Linked DNA regions of Hordeum vulgare: region 2 is linked to region 1. A link is a contact called in public Hi-C data. All regions are on one chromosome and are shown on one strand. Each heading gives the region's core, a stretch centred on a gene start, on an enhancer-like site or on the middle of the called end of the contact. The rest is flanking DNA. Distances are from core to core; before and after follow the strand shown. Region 1 has its middle 100 kb from the start of LOC123445246. Region 2 has its middle 13 kb from the start of LOC123445246.

What was found. A called contact is a pair of places that touch in the nucleus more often than the background predicts.
Region 2: a contact with region 1 is called in a Hi-C map of seedling, with 1.9 times the contacts expected there. The contact joins two enhancer-like sites. A contact is called at or near these places in 3 of 6 Hi-C or Micro-C datasets (leaf and seedling).

What each region holds. Positions count from the first base shown.
Region 1 is chr3H:574,656,680-574,660,159 of MorexV3_pseudomolecules_assembly, reverse strand. No RefSeq gene overlaps it. Among protein-coding and RNA genes, the nearest start is that of LOC123445246, 100 kb to the left of the region's middle. Within about 2 kb of position 2,034, at least 3 of the 3 cell types and tissues checked have open chromatin away from gene starts, as enhancers often do. A contact at or near this core is called in leaf and seedling, where this site is marked.
Region 2 is chr3H:574,747,844-574,751,217 of MorexV3_pseudomolecules_assembly, reverse strand. No RefSeq gene overlaps it. Among protein-coding and RNA genes, the nearest start is that of LOC123445246, 13 kb to the left of the region's middle. Within about 2 kb of position 2,092, at least 3 of the 3 cell types and tissues checked have open chromatin away from gene starts, as enhancers often do. A contact at or near this core is called in leaf and seedling, where this site is marked.

The DNA of each region.
Region 1 (3,480 bases), core at 785-3,284:
GAGACAATTGATATTTGAACGTGCAAATTTGTTTAAAACATTGATAAATATGATTATATGGACATATTGACCGTGACGGACAGGATGCGACCGAAGGATGCGTCCGCGCGTTTGGCGCACGACCAGTGCATCCTAGGACAGGTCCGGACACAACCACCTCGTCCGAACAAAACGGACGTCCGGATGGGGTCGCTGGAGTTGGCCTTACTTACCAATGCATGGAAAAAAGATGACCGACCTCTCCAATGTACCGACAAGCGTGTTGTGAAAGCCACAGGGGACTAAAGCGCCAAGTAAGTGGGCGTTTACTCCGTCTGCATCTTTGGCCCAGGACCACTTACTGACTTACCAGCAGCTGGCCGGCCGGCCTAGACCTAACAGCCAGGAGCAAACAGCGAAAGAGAAAGCAGGACATGTGAGAAAACTCAGGGTTAAGTTAAGGAGATGTTAAGATCTGTACTTTTGTCGCATGCAGCAAGCACGAATAGATCTGATGGGGTTCGCAAGCAACATGACATGATCAATGCTGCTAATAATCAATCTTTGCCACGGCCAAAGAGGATCTGATGCCACGCTGCTTTTGTTATGGGGACACATCGTTATGGGGGAGATCAGGACAGTGCAGGGGTTTCTCGGCAGTACCAGATGGCCGCCACTGTTCTCGTTTTATGTTGTGGATGTACAGTGCCGGTGCATGAGAGGAAAATGGGCTAGCTTAACCTAGGGGAAAAGCATTTCAAAAAGGGAGAAAGAAATTCGTCGTCCTGGGAGCTTAGGCTGTTTGCTGACTAATTAGTAAGGCCAACCAGGCGGATAAGGTGCCCATTTTCCCCATTATGGGCAGGCACATGATTGTTAGTTAAAGTTTTGTTTTATTCCTTCTGAAATTATGCAAGAAAAATGGGGAGAGTGGCTCAACCAACTCAAAGGTCATGCATTGCATGGCAACATAGCATGCATGGGTGCAATTTTCAGAACCTGCTAACAGCCACCTAACCTAACCTAGTTCATGAAAGATTGTAAGCTCACTCATGCATGAAACATGAGTAGGAAAGCATTTTGGTTTGCTTCCGAGCATAGTCTAACTAGAGAGTGGAGTTTAGCAAGAACTATACTCATCTAGTACGAGCAGGTGCTGGCTATCACACCATGTCACATCAATGGCATGCCTGCTGCTTGGGGCAGTACTCCAGTTATTACTTGTGAGTTGGTGCGAGTGCCCAAAAGGCTGCAACGCCTTTAACCACGCCACGCCGGCTGCTGATGAACTACGTACACTGCTAGCTAGCAAATCAGTGTTCTTCTCTGCCATGGCACACATGAATGTGGGGTTGCCATGCCAATGCCATGATCAATCACAGACTCATCGCCGGCCGACGGTGGATTAGAACGCACGAAAGCACTCTCACTGGCGCGAGGTTGCTTACATTGCAGGTTTAGATCTTGTCCTAGAATGTTTGTCATTGTGGACAAAACGTAGATACTAGATGGCTCTGAGTCAAGAAAAAACATAGTGGAAATTCCAGTTACAGCTTGCAGAAAACATGGTCTTATCAAGTTCATTTAGTCAGGAAATTCCTTGAGCATCTTTGAATTCTTGGCTTGGGGGACCAAAATATAGTGGTACTTTTCAGGAATCTAGTGACGTGAAGTTTTTTTTTTTTTTTTGCGGGTAGCATCTGACGTGAAGTTCATATACAAGAGTTTCTAAACTAGGCCTACACTCCTATATACACATGTCTCCACTCCACGCCCAAAAAATCAAGACTTGCACCGATACTAAAGCAATGCCTCAGATTTGCTCATGTTTCCTCTCACCCTTTTCTTCTTCTAAAAGCTAAACACAACCACACAGGTGGTACCCCAAAAAGCGAAAAGTCTCAACAAAGTTTATTAATCTGGCGCAGCAAGGCGCCAAGGTGGTACTACCAGAAACGAAATGGTGGGCTGCCTGCATGGTGCATGTGAGGCCGGCCAAGGACGCGCATCAAGTCCAAAAGAGGGGAGGGGTTGGTTGAGTTTTGTACTCCAATGGCGCCACCTAACCACAAATTTAGTCCTAGGATGGAAGGGTGAGTGAGGGGGGCAGGGCCCCAACCCCCAACCCCAATCAACTCCAGTCAAGAACATGCAAGGAGTATGTTGTGTACCAGCAGTTGCTGTCCAATTACTCATGCATCTTCCTTGCTAACCCAGCCAAAGCAGCTAGCTTAGCTCTAGCTTGGGGGAAAAGTGCTGCTGGGTGTTGGGTGTGAGCGAAGGGAGCAAGCAAGGCAACCCTACAGACTACTACAGTGCTGGCCGGCCGGGCCACCAGCGTGGCTTAACTGCTAGCTTGCAAGTGCAAAATATACAAGGAAGTTAATGGGGCAATGATGATGATGGTGGTCGACCACGGGAACCAGATCGACGCAAAACCTAGCTAGCTTCACATCTCGTGCAAGGCAGCTAGCGTGTTGCGATGATAGGGGGTCGGGTCACATGCGCCGGCTGACCGGCCGGCATATGCCATCGATCGAATGGCCTTTGGGGCTCACCACATCGTGCAGCCAGTGTAGCTTATTAATCAGTTCATCATTCCTTCATGCATGCATGCATGCACATAGTTTGTTGCAGGATCACGTATAGTGCGTCGTTGGACCATGGACCATGTATAGTGCGTTGATGGATGGATCACGTATGTTTATGTATGATCCGAATTCTTCTGAAAGGGCCGGGGGTTCATTGCACGGAGAGATTCTTTTCTTCTACGTTGACGAGCCTAATCCACACGATCCTTGCATTTTCTCGACCCATCTACCATGTCCATCTCCAACAGTGCGCGTGCCTGCGACGTGCAGTCGATCTGCCCGACGTACGCTACGTAGGCTGGCCGCAGAGGCGACGACGAGCGCCTGTGTTTTGGTGAGGGTGCACTGCACTGCACCACGGCCGCGACGGCCACGACCCCGGTTTGAATTACGGGTTCACGAGGGTACAGCGGCGTCGCTGTCCATCGACCAAAATCAACGCCAACACGCACTAGATATATACCGTCTATCTATCCACACACCGGCAAGTCCTGCCCTGGTGGTTTGGTGGATGGATCGATCTCTGTACCATCTCACGGGTCGGCACGAAGGAAAATAAAAGCGTACGTCGCTCCCAGGAAAAGGGACCCAGGACCTCTCCGGCGCCATGCCCAAGCGTTACGTCAGGTGCGACGAATGGACCGGACGACGGGACCTCTCTCGACACAACCATGTTCCCTCTTCAGCTAGAGCGACGGAGATTCAACCTTGCTGACGAGTTTTCCTCCCGGCGGAGAAGATGCCGGTTCCCCCGTTTACACTGACCAACCACTGCAACTGTCTGGGGCTAAGTGGCTATGACGCACATGATCCTCTTTGAAAGTGTTGACGAAAACTTGACTAGATCGGTCCAGCTTGCCTAATAGAATACAAACACAGTTACCACACACCTGACCTCTCCATACTAGAT
Region 2 (3,374 bases), core at 843-3,342, 91 kb before region 1:
GTCGCGGTACTGCATTCCGTCCTGTCCGTGCGCGGCGACCGTGACTGCCTGCCGCATTCACTGCTGCTAAGCTCTGCCGCGCCCATACGTACGTACACTGCACACATACGGCCCGCCCAGCACCGTGGTCCGCTGTACCTCTCGCGAAACGGCCAACGGGCGCCGGGATTTCGGAGCAGATCCACGCCGGCCGGTCACGTCGGACGTTAAATCCGCGCGCCGTGCGACGGTCTGCGCCGCATCGGCCGGAGCGTGCGTGACACGGACGCCGGCCGCCGTCGTGAACTTTTTTTTACCCTCACGCACACACAACGTCAAGGAAATTTCTCGTCCACGGCCCTGTTTGGATAATCTAACTTAGCTGAAGGTTAGAGTTAGTTTTTAGCTCATGACTAATCCTAAACTAACTTTAGTCAAAAATGTGTTTGGATGATAGGGTTAGATTGACAATAGTTGTACTTGATGGAGAGAGGAAAGTGATTTTTTAGTGGGTCCCTTGAGAACTAGCTCTAATTAACACCTACTTCCTCCGTACCAAAATTCTTGTCTTAGTTTTTTTTAAATGAATGTATCAAAATACTAAAATTTGACTAGATACATTCATATCTATACAAATCAAAGACAAGAATTTTGGGACGGAGGAAGTATTACCTAGTGGATAGAGAGAGAAAATTGACTTTTTAATAGACCCCATGAAAACTAGCTCCAATTAGAACCTCTTGGGTGGGCTAGTTTTTTTGGATGAGTTAGATGCAACTAGCTCCAATCTAACCCTCATGTTTGAATGCTTTAAAGTTATTTGAGCCGCTCAAACTAACTCTAGGCTGTGAATCCAAACAGTGCCCAGGCCGGGAGTCGCGATCGGGAAAGAACACGCGCCAAAAGACGCGGCCATGTGCTGTGCTGTGCTCGCTCGTCGTCTTTCTCGGCCTACCTTTCGCCGGAGTCCACGCCACCAACGAAGGACGAAGCTGCGGCGCGGGGGAGACATCTGCTTTTCCGTCCTCCCGCTGCTCCGGCGTCGCACTAGTGATCAAGGTTTGCTTTACCCTTTTCCCATTAGCGAGCGAGCGAGTGCGTGCGTTCGCACCACCTTGACAAGTTTGTTAATCTAGCTTTGCGTCGCTGGTAAGTCGAGCACTGACTGTCTGTCTGACTTGGTGAACCGGGTCAAAAGAGGGCGGCCGGCACAAACTGTGTGGCAGTAATAACGAGTGTGGAATTGGTAATGTAATCCTTGTGACAGCGATCATCATGGTCAAGTGCGGCTGTTCTTCGCGCAGCTTCGTGGGAAATGATGATGCTACGGCATGGTCGCGCGCATTGCATCTCGTTCTCGTTCTAGCACAAGCTGTCTGATGTGTGAGTTTTGGTGGTGGAGTACTAGGACTACATGCTTGGCGTCACTGAATCTTGAGTAGTTAATGCCACGCTTCCTGCAATAACAATACTAATCAAATGCCACGCTTCCATTAGAGGAAGATACGGAGTAGATTTTCCACGGGAAAGAAGTGGGAGGAGTACAAGGAATCCAATCCCAGTCTTTGGAATAAAAGAGGAGGTGACAGCGTCGTCTCCCTCTCGATTCACATCCTGCCCAAACCCTCTTTACCTTTCTCACCACAGCACAAATAAAAGGCTTGTGAAAAGAGGACGACGGGTGAAAAGACGGAAGCTTGAGGAGGAGGCGAAAGGATCAGCCGGGGGGGAAAACATGGCCGTGTAAGATTCGATTCCAACGTCACACAACACGAACAATGGCCATTGGAGGATAAGAAAGGAGCAAGCAACCGTGGTGAAACAAAAGCTACCGGTGGGGATAAGGCAACAACGGCGGCGCGTCGGGGAAAAAGGCCACGGCACACATCGCACCACCACCACCATGGGATAAGGTCTCGACCGGTCGTTCTCCATTTGTCTACGGCAAGTGGGGGCTCGAGTGCTGTGGTGGTGCTGCGAGCAGTGGCGAGAGAGAGCCCCGCGGCCAGCCTCCGATCTGGTCGTCGTCGTCGTCGTCGTCGCACGTGCAGGCGTGTGGATCTAGCTTAAGCGGCCTTCGCAAGTCATCGGCCTGGCCACCTTCGTTCTCACTCACGTGTGTCCACCCTCGTTCTCACTCACTTCTGGCCGACCGGCCCCGGGCTGGGGTATGTTCCCTTTGAGCTGGACCACCGGCCCATCGAGAACCCAAATAGGGTGGGGTGCACACGAGGCAGAAATTGTGATTCCTAAAAAAAAAAAAAAAAACAAAAAAAAACGAAGACGATGGTTTTGCTATTCATTACATCTGGACCTTTTATATCTGTTTCAAACGGCCGAGCAGGCCATTCGATCATTCATCGGTTATAAAAAAATTAACCTAACCGGGCCCTTAAATGGGTCACAAACGTTCGGACTCACACGCATCATTCATATTCATTTTAAATATGTGACAGATATGAAGGAGCACGGACGCGTCCGGACACACCCGCCACGACGGCCGGACGACGGGCTCCACGCGGTCTAGCGTGGAAACTGAACAATCCGACGAGCGCCTCGACCGTCACATGGTGTAAACGTTGTGTGATGCCGCTTCGGCTCGCCGCTTGAGGCCATAGCCGGCTAATATACCATCCGACGTCCCCGAGCCCTAACACATCCACCACCCCCTCCCTCCGCCGCCACCCGAGCCTGTCCGCCTCCTCTCCCCCGCTCTCCGTCGTTAGTATGGTCCGTCGTAGGATGCCTAAACAATATATAAACTTGTTGGGTAGCTAAACGAGAGTGAACTAAATAATTCAAATGTGCAGTTTCGTCAATATGTGTAGTACTTGATTGTTGTGATTGTCATGCCAAGCATAATTAAATGACATGCACTATACTTGTTTGTGCATCATGTCATGAATATGTTGTGGTGTTTACTGTGTCATTTGTTTGTTTCCAGATTTTTTCTCTCCCCGCTAGAGTTCTGAACGCATTTCAGATTGTGAGGGTTCGTTCGATTATGCCCGTTCGTCTACTTCACGGATTTGTTCTTCTTCCAAGTGAGAATCCACGCAAGATGATCATTATCTTGGATATCACGACTATCATTGCTATGCTAGTTGTCTCATTTCTATCGCTATGTCTTGCTTTCTACCACTTGTTTGTCAAGCCTCCAAAATGTCATGATAATCCTTTAACCCTCCACCTTTCCCAGCAAACCGTTGTTTGGCTATGTTACTGCTTGCTCAGGCCCACTTATAGTGTTGCTAGTTGCAGGTGCAGTTTGGTCCATGTTGGGACATGGATATCCTTGGGATATCACATTATTTTTGCTATTCCATTAATGCATCTATATACTTGGTGAAAGGTGGCAGGTTTGGCCTTTTTCTCGTTGTTTTCTTCCACCATTG